Regions from separate parts of the Sus scrofa genome. Here region 1 is linked to region 2. The links are chromatin contacts, called in public HiChIP or PLAC-seq maps. All regions are on one chromosome and are shown on one strand. Each heading gives the region's core, a stretch centred on a gene start, on an enhancer-like site or on the middle of the called end of the contact. The rest is flanking DNA. Distances are from core to core; before and after follow the strand shown. Region 1 overlaps HDAC9 (histone deacetylase 9). Region 2 overlaps HDAC9 (histone deacetylase 9).

Region 1 (4,319 bases), core at 629-3,128, 240 kb after region 2:
AAATTATTATTATGTATATGCCCATCAAAATATATAGCAAATTAACTCACTGAGTTAATTATCATAATGTTCTAGAAAACTGTATGTATATTTAAAGCCCTTGGGAATACATTATTTTTCTTTATAATATCTTTATGCTTGTAGTAAGATTTGGAAATAAATATTCCTGGGGTATATTAAAATTATTTCAAAAGTTTTAGGATTGTGTATTAAAGAAACATTCTGTCGGGAGCATGTTACTTGAATCATTGTTACGTGAAAGGTGGTGTGAACCATCTGATAAATGATTTCTTTCTTTCACGTCAAGCAACCCAACTTTTCTGAACATGCTGGTTTTGCAAGGATTTATAGTTCCCTGCCTTCATGCTGGAGTTACTTCAGCTTTCCGTGATGCATTCCAGCTAATCTGGAGGTTAAGGCGTTCCTTGATCATGGATAGATCTGATTGCTACTCAGCCCTGGAATTCTTTATAAAATTCCAGAACGTGGGCTAGAAATTGACTTAGGGAATCCAATAAAGTTGCAAGTCTTGGCAGTCATCCAAGTGAAATTTATAGACTGGAAGAAATATGGGCTTTCCATTGTTCTCTTTTTCACCTTTCTGGGGTTTCTTTTGTGTGTATGTGAGTATGTGAGTGTAAATTTATCATTTTGCTGACATTGGAGTAGAAATAATCATTGAGGGAATCCAGCTAAAGATTTTTCACTTTGGATTGTCTCTGGTCTTTCTGAACTTTGACCCAAACCTGCACTAAGAGTGAATTTATTCTCCTTTTCTAGGATGCTTGTGTCATAAAATAAGAAATTGTTCTTGAGAATGAATCATGGTAGTATAACAGCTGATGTGCTCTTTGCCAGCTAGGTACAACTCCCAAATCACTATTCTTCTGGCTCTGTGGGAACTTTCGAGACAAGATCTGAGAAAATGTGATCATATATATTGTTTCTGTTCATTCTGTGAAATGGTAATGGAGTCAAGAAAACAAGCTCTGAGGCCTTTTACAGATTTTAGTCTTTTTGTGTGTTCCTGATGCTACGTAGTACATGGAGATCCAAGCAGTTCTCTCATATCTGATCACTGAAAATCTGTCTTATTCTTACAGAATGGCTTTGCTGTTGTGAGGCCCCCAGGCCATCATGCTGAAGAATCCACAGCCATGTAAGTACCAGGGACTGTTGCCCATCTCCAAGCGCCACGGTTCCTGGCGGTCACCTGCCCCGTGCATGTCTCTGAAGCCTCTAATTGTTAGCAGATGGACTGAGAAATCTTGCGAGGTACTCCCAGAAGCAGATTTATGGCTTCAGAGATCATATAGCATTTTAAAAAATGCTCTGAACATTATTTATAATGGTTTTCCTGGCTGATTTGCTTTCTTATTTCTCTGTTCTTCTCTATTCCGCAGGGGGTTCTGCTTTTTTAATTCAGTTGCAATTACCGCCAAATACTTGAGAGACCAACTAAATATAAGCAAGATATTGATTGTAGATCTGGTATGTATTCCTGGCCAGAGCTGCATTTTCAGTGACTCTAGATAAAAGGGAGCGAATTTGTATTTCTCTGTTAGGTTGCTTTGCTTTTAGCACTTGCAAACAACTGAAGGGTGTGTTTCCTTTGAATGTGGAAACTCATTAAATTCAGAATTGCAGTTCTGAAACCATAAACATTCACGTTTCACTTTCATGGTGTTAACTGCAATTTAATGAGAAGAAGGCGCAGATCAGGGCAACTTTTATGATCCTTAAATGAATTGATACTTCCACAGTTAAAATAACCCAACAGAACCTGAATTTACTTTTCCCTACAGAATATAGACTTTAAATAGTCAGATGTGCTGGAAAGAATGCTGTTGCTTTGGTAACCAATTGGCTACTTCCCCTGGTTAGCAATCATGTTGCTTGTTGTGCAACAGTGGTATTATTAAAACAAGTCAGCATGTCATTCTTTCTGAAAAGATCTCAGATCATGTATGCCAGTTTGGGATGACTCCCGGCAGGAACCCTGAGTGATTAAAAGTCAGAGGCATTAGATTCATCTTGCATTTTAACATGATACATTCTTACACAATAGTTATAATTTGTTTAACAAATGGTTTGTTTAAATGCAGATGACACTTGGCATGTTGTCTGTAGTATATTCATGAATAATGAGCTGGAGATCTGCCCCATACCAAAGGACCAACCCAGGAAAGGGCAAAAGAGAGCTGACTGGTGATTTATGAGCCCCGTTTTCGGTTTGCCTCCAGTTCACGAGGAGGTGTAATAGGTTGTCTGACAAAGCATAGACAGGAAATGAACCCTGGCATCCAAAGCGAACCTGCTACATCTGTACTTAATTAATTTTTGCAGGTGATAAAAGATTTAAAGGCAAAATATGTTAAAAGTTTTTTTGAAGTGCAAAGCTTAATAGTCTAAATCTTGTTCATATCTGCACTCATAATTAAATCTTATTGGGAAGTCGTGGCCTCACCGTCCGGCCTTCTGATTCAGTTAAACAGGCACAGCAAAGGACAGAGAGCACAAACAAAGCCAGCTGAAGAAATACTTAGTCAAGTTAAAATAGAGATAAAAGGAACGAAAGACTGATAACCATTTCTAGTGTTTGGTAGGAACAAATGTTTTCCACATAGTGTATTTGTAGCCTTCCTGCAGGTACTTTGGTGCTGAGTACCGAGACCCAACTTCCCATGTATTTTCCAAACATGCTTAAGTTTCACTGTAGGTCACAGTTCACCATTAAAGAAATGTGTTGAAGGCCTAGATATACTACAGCAGCAAGACCTTAAAATTTTACCAAAATGAGGACATCAGTACCTATTTTCCCATGGACTTATAAAATGACATTTAAAATGATAAATAATTATTGGTTTGTATGATTTGTAAGATAGCAAATTTTTAAAATAGTTTATATACTTCTAGAACTCTAAAGTTGTGCTAGAAAGATAAGCCAAAAACTTGAAGAAAGGGTAGCAAATGAAGACCAGAGGTTGTGAGGAAATTTTTCTGTGCTTTCTAAACTTGTCAAAATTATGTAGGAAGGAGGTTGGTGAACTGTCATCCTAGCCTTAAGAATTTTTAAATATTACTTTCCGATGGTTCTGTGGAGGTAAAAACTATTAAGAGAGAGACTCTTTGAAAGCACACTTGTGGCATCTGATAGACTTGAAAGCTAAAATGCCTGACTTGTGATGGGTGGGTATTTTGTACCTCAGAGGATTTGTGTGTAAAGTTTTGTTTTTGTATATTAATAGAAGAATAAAAAGTTGCTAAAGATAATTTGATATGATTTATAAAATAAGTAGCTCCAAGGAGTATCCTGTAAGCTTATTGGCCTTTGATTATGAATTTGCTCCATTATCCTACATAAAGGATACTGATTTCCCAGCAGGCTGTCATAGAAGAGAAGTTTTTGTTTTATATTCTCCAAACATATGAGGTTCTGTCCAAAGAGTTGCTTCTGAGATCACCACCAGCCTGCATATTCTTACTTTCAAGTCTTCCAAATTCTGCAGCTGCAGGGATACTTTGAGGAAATTCCCCTGTTTCTTCCAGCTGCCGAGAAGGAAGTTTTAAAGTGCCACGTGGCTCTGAGACATCCGTTCTCCCTGGCTGACAGGTCTGTTCTGCGAGTCAGCAGAGGAGAAGTGAAGGTTCTTCAGGGGCAGAAGAACTTCATTCCTGCATATCCAAAGCCATTAACTTTAGCTAATTGGTACGAACCAACTCCACCAATTCCTGGGCCAACAGGAGGCAGAGCTACTCCATTGTACAGCAGCTAGATTCAGCATTTTTATATGCCTTGTAAGTGAAGAGTCACAGCTCTAATTCAGCCCTTATTTAAGGCCACAGCCAAATTGAGAGGCATTGAGTATTTTAGACAGGAATGATTCTAGATGATCTGTGGAACTTATTCATTCTAGTTCTTCTGGGGAAGATTCCAAAGGCATTCAGAGTGGTGAGGAGAGGGAGCAGGTGCACTTGCTTTTCAGGTTCTGAGAGACTGGCCATTGTGTTCAGAGCATGAACTTGTCCTGGAAGTAGGGTTTGCTTGCATAACTCAGGTAGCTTTTATGTAATGTGACTTTTAGTTGGAAAAAAAAAATGTTTTTAGGCTCATTTCATTTAAAAAAAAAAGACACTTCAAATGTCCTTAGATTTTAGTCAGTTCCATTTTTGGCACCAAACCTGACCAAAGAATTGTTATAAGTGCCAAGCTAAATAATTATAAGTGATAACATTTGTTGGTAGAATATATAATTTATTCAACACTATTTTAACTTTGTAATAAAAACATACTGGCACTAAATCCTTGTATAGAATAA
Region 2 (4,469 bases), core at 815-3,314:
AGTAGTACACAAAAAAGTGGGTAAACTGTAAATACAAATAAGTTCCAATTTCAATTTTGGACTTTGATGACTATGAAGCCTTAAAGAAATTGCACACTCTCATGTCTTTCTCTTCTCGCAAGTTGCAACAGGAACTTCTAGCCATAAAACAGCAACAAGAACTCCTAGAAAAGGAGCAGAAACTGGAGCAGCAGAGGCAAGAACAGGAAGTAGAGAGGCATCGCAGAGAACAGCAGCTTCCTCCTCTCAGAGGCAAAGATAGAGGACGAGAAAGTAAGAGGCACCAGGGTAAAAGATGGATCTCTTCCCTCATCTTTAGCTGATCGTCATTCAGAAAAGAGCCTGATAAAGAGCGGAATTAAACTTGTCAAAATTGTCTGTGTTTAAGTAAAACGATAAATTATGAACCCAAATGTAAAGCTTTGACATTCACATGTCAGCTCTCTACATTCAGTTTATGGGCATCTCCAAAAGTAAACATAGCATTGTTTGGCAAAGATACCAATTTCCCTTGTTTTGAACCTTAAAAATAATGTTATACTAAGGCAATATAGCTCTGCCATTCTGTTCAATAATAAACTTACTTCCACATTACTCCATGCCTTCCTCCTGCTCAAGTAATAATTACTTTTTAAGTCAAGCCTTGTTTCCATTTAGTTTTCAAGTAACCTAGGTAGTATTAAGATTTAAGGGAGAACACTTGTTTTGTTTTGTTTTGTTTTGTTTTAACTATCCACAAGAGGGAGACAGATCCAAATAATTCTCCTGTATGAGGTCAGCTGAAAATCAGGTCTTAGCAAGGTTTAAAATGTGATGACTTGAACTGGAATTGTCAGCGGATATTTATTTGTTTGATGCTCAAAAGAGCTTTTATAAAAAGTTAGTTTTTCAAACTAGCAACTTAGAAGACCTCATTTTAATATGTTTTATCACTTATGATCTCCCAAGATTCTTGACTTTTTAAAGGCAGTGTTTTGTTCCTCAGCAGTATTTTTTAAACCTTAGGAAAAAATTAGTATTAATTCTGGGAATCCCCCTTCTGCAAAAGCAATTAAAGAAATCATTGAAGCTCTTTTGAAAATTGGCAGTTGAAGCAGTAGTTACAAAACATTACTCTGTCACTTTCTAAAGCCTGTTTAGACTCTCATTTTGTTTTTAATAGGAAAACTTCATATGCTGTGACCAGTGCTGTTACTCCTTAATTTTTACTAAATATTCCAGAGGCATGAAAGGACAGAACCCCAAATCACCATCTGTTTCTGTATGTGTGTGTTTCAGGGGCAGTGGCAAGTACAGAAGTAAAGCAGAAGCTTCAAGAATTCCTGTTGAGTAAATCAGCAACAAAAGACACTCCAACTAATGGAAAAAATCATTCCGTGAGCCGCCATCCCAAGCTCTGGTACACGTATGTTCAGTGTTTGGCTTTATTCATTTCCAGGGATAAAGATCACAGGTTCTGAATTCAGAGGACCGGGGCACAAGTCCCTGGCCTGCCAAGTCCTCAGCTGTATGGCTGTGGGCAAGTCCCTTAAATTCTCTAAGGCTCTGTTTCTTTGTAAAAAGAGCATGATAGTAGTACCTGCCCTCTAGGGTTTCTGGGAAGGTCCTAAGGAATAATGTGGTAAAGTCCGTAACAGAGAGCAGCTCTTCAATAAATGTTAGCAAGTGTCATCTCAAGGGCTAGAAAGTATTACGTATGTTCTGTGCTGAATGAATAATTGGCAAATGTTGGGTGGGGCATAGATATTCATATTTTGCATTTTTCTATTCTCAGATGGTGCATCTGATATCTTTACAATAATTTCTGAAGATGTGGCAGGTCGAGATTTTATTTTACTTGGCTTGATGTAAGATGGAGATCTGAGTTATTTTTTTCAAGCCCAGATGGTTGACTTAATTAAAAAAAAAAAAAAAAAGGAAGGAAGACAAGGGAGGGAAAAGACGGGAGGACAGAGGAGTAACCAGCTGATGTAGGGGCTAGTTAACCCCTGCCCACCTGACCTCATTTCTTCCCACCCTGAAAAATGAGAGTAGATTGACTTCTGACACAAGCTGACAACATAATACACTTCCGTGTTACAGTTTTTTGTGCAACTATGTTTCCCCAAGTTCAGTAAAGAGATACTATGTAACACATAGTTCTTCCTTTTGTGAAATATGAAGGAGGTGGCATTTCTAAAGTCAGGAGAAAAACTGATAGTCAAAGCATATTTGGATAATAGACTAATAGATCACAGTTTCATCTCTCTTGTTTTAAAAATATATTTAGAATTTTATACTTATAATTTTTTTAATCCCTCACGTTATAAGGATAAAGAAGTAAATACTTGATTACTCTGTAATGTTGACACTTTAAGCATACTTTAAGTTTTTTAACATATTCTTTTTTAAACTATTGCTTTTCAGTTTTTAAAAAATTATGCCTTTATTTTTACAAATTTATTTATTTTATTATTTATTATTGGCCATGGTATGCAGTGGCTTGATGAGAGATCTCAGTTCCCAGACCAGGGATTGAACTCAGGCGGTGGTAGTGTAAGCACCGTGTCCTAACCACTAGTCTACCAGGGAACTCCTAAGAGTCCTATTTAAAGAGTATTGTTTTTATATTTCTATCTTAAAGTATCTTCCCTTCTCTGCGTCTAAAAAAAAGATAAATGAGGCAGATTCCAGAACGCTGTGTAAATACATTTTAATGGTTTACGTAATTTTTGCCATGCATGTCAGTTGACTTGAGGAATCAATCCCTGAAGAAAATTTCCAAATGTTCAGTCAACATCAAAGTTATTGAAAAAGAAATCATGTATTATTACCCAAAATTGCATACATAGTGTGTAACTAATTCATATCTCTTTTAAGTTAAAGCCTATTTTAAGAAAATTTAATACCTTTCTTTAAAAGTGGGAAACAGTTTTATGCAAACAACTCATCATGAAGAGTCTTTAGCCATTCCCTTGGGTATATTAGACCCATCTCTCAAATGTTACTTCGCAGTTCTTTTTTTGTACTGAACTGAACTTCAGAGGGGTCCAACTCCTGGACAGCCGTAAGTCATCAATTTATAAAATCTGAATATAATAATTTTGTGCTAGTTATAGCTAGATGAAATACCCTTAAACCAGTTAATTCTTGAGAATGTTAATTCAAATAAATAACACTAGTATAAAAATCATCCTGGTGGTGATACTGTGCCTCATCCATTGTTTTCTTCATATATAATGATTATTATAGATGTTTATATCCACTGGGTAGTCTATGTTCAGACCCAAACTGTTCTCCAGTTGCACAACTGCATCTCTTTCACTATATTAATGCAGGTAAGACAAACATTTTAAAAGATCCATTTCATACTGAAGAAGGATGTGTCTCCAGTCTTTACCTAGGGCTTCTGTGGAAGTCAGGAGACCTGGAGGCTATTGATATAGTATTGTCTCTGAGTAAAAGGCACCCTCATGTACTTCCATGTACTAACTACCAATTTTTTTTTTAATGGAGTCTTTTTTTTTCTTTTTGACTGCACCTGTGATGTGTGAAAATTCCTGGGCCAGGGATCTAACCACAGCAGTGACAATGCCAGGTCCCTAGCCCACTAAGCCACCAGGGAACTCCCTAAATGAAATCCTTCTGTTCTGCATTGTTGACTAAAAAGTATTCAGGTGATGACTTTTCCACTAATGTGACTCTTAAGAAAACACACAATAATCTCAGATATCAAAACTCAGGCTTTTGGTAAATTCTCTCCTTTGGTAAATTCTCTCCTTTGGTAATTTCTCTGTGACTATGTGACCAAAGGCACATTGGGCATCCTTAGGCATCCTGCATCATTCCATAAAATGCTGCTAAAGTCAACTGGTTACATGAGGCTGTGGTTTACACACACTAAAGAGAAAGAACATAAACACAGCTGAGACACATGTTACAGCATGTGCAACCGATTATCGCTGACCAACATGCAATAAAAACTCCAGGGCAAGTGGTGAACCCTCTTTTTCTTTTGTAGGGCTGCCCACCACACGTCATTGGATCAAAGCTCTCCACCCCTGAGTGGAACGTCTCCATCTTACAAATACACATTACCAGGAGCTCAAGATGCAAAAGATGATTTCCCCCTTCGAAAAACTGGTAAGTCAACTTCACAAGAAGACTCCACTTGCTCTTTCATAACATTCCTGTAGTTTCATTTTGCCATACCTCTAGAGGAAAGTCAGAGGATTCGAATCATAGCTATTATGTCCTCCCTACGGCTGCCCTCAGCATAAGCAAAAATGTGCATGAGTACATACAAATACACACACACACACACACACACACACACACACACTCTTATTTCTACCTCAGTTGATTCAGTATATTGTCAAAGTAGCTTTATAAATATAAAGGTTAATCACATTTGTATTTTAGACAGATTATTTTCTTATTAGTAATTAGGAGTAGAAGTAAAGAGAATTTGATTTCTCAAAACATTTAAA

Evidence for each region. HiChIP or PLAC-seq counts read pairs in DNA pulled down with a chosen protein or histone mark.
Region 1: a contact with region 2 is called in an H3K27ac HiChIP or PLAC-seq map of alveolar macrophages. The contact joins two enhancer-like sites. A contact is called at or near these places in 2 of 47 Hi-C or Micro-C datasets (embryonic fibroblasts and fibroblasts) and 1 of 2 datasets of contacts at active chromatin or transcription factors (alveolar macrophages).

What each region holds. Positions count from the first base shown.
Region 1 is chr9:88,002,268-88,006,586 of Sscrofa11.1, forward strand. It overlaps HDAC9 (histone deacetylase 9), which reads left to right. Exons shown (of 28, transcript XM_021102482.1): 21 at 1,104-1,159; 22 at 1,404-1,491. Among named protein-coding and RNA genes, the nearest start is that of TWIST1, 290 kb to the right of the region's middle. Within about 2 kb of position 1,879, at least 10 of the 83 cell types and tissues checked have an H3K27ac peak or open chromatin away from gene starts, as enhancers often do. A contact at or near this core is called in alveolar macrophages, where this site is marked.
Region 2 is chr9:87,762,382-87,766,850 of Sscrofa11.1, forward strand. It overlaps HDAC9 (histone deacetylase 9), which reads left to right. Exons shown (of 28, transcript XM_021102482.1): 7 at 123-288; 8 at 1,279-1,405; 9 at 4,001-4,122. Among named protein-coding and RNA genes, the nearest start is that of TWIST1, 530 kb to the right of the region's middle. Within about 2 kb of position 2,065, at least 3 of the 83 cell types and tissues checked have an H3K27ac peak or open chromatin away from gene starts, as enhancers often do. A contact at or near this core is called in alveolar macrophages, where this site is marked.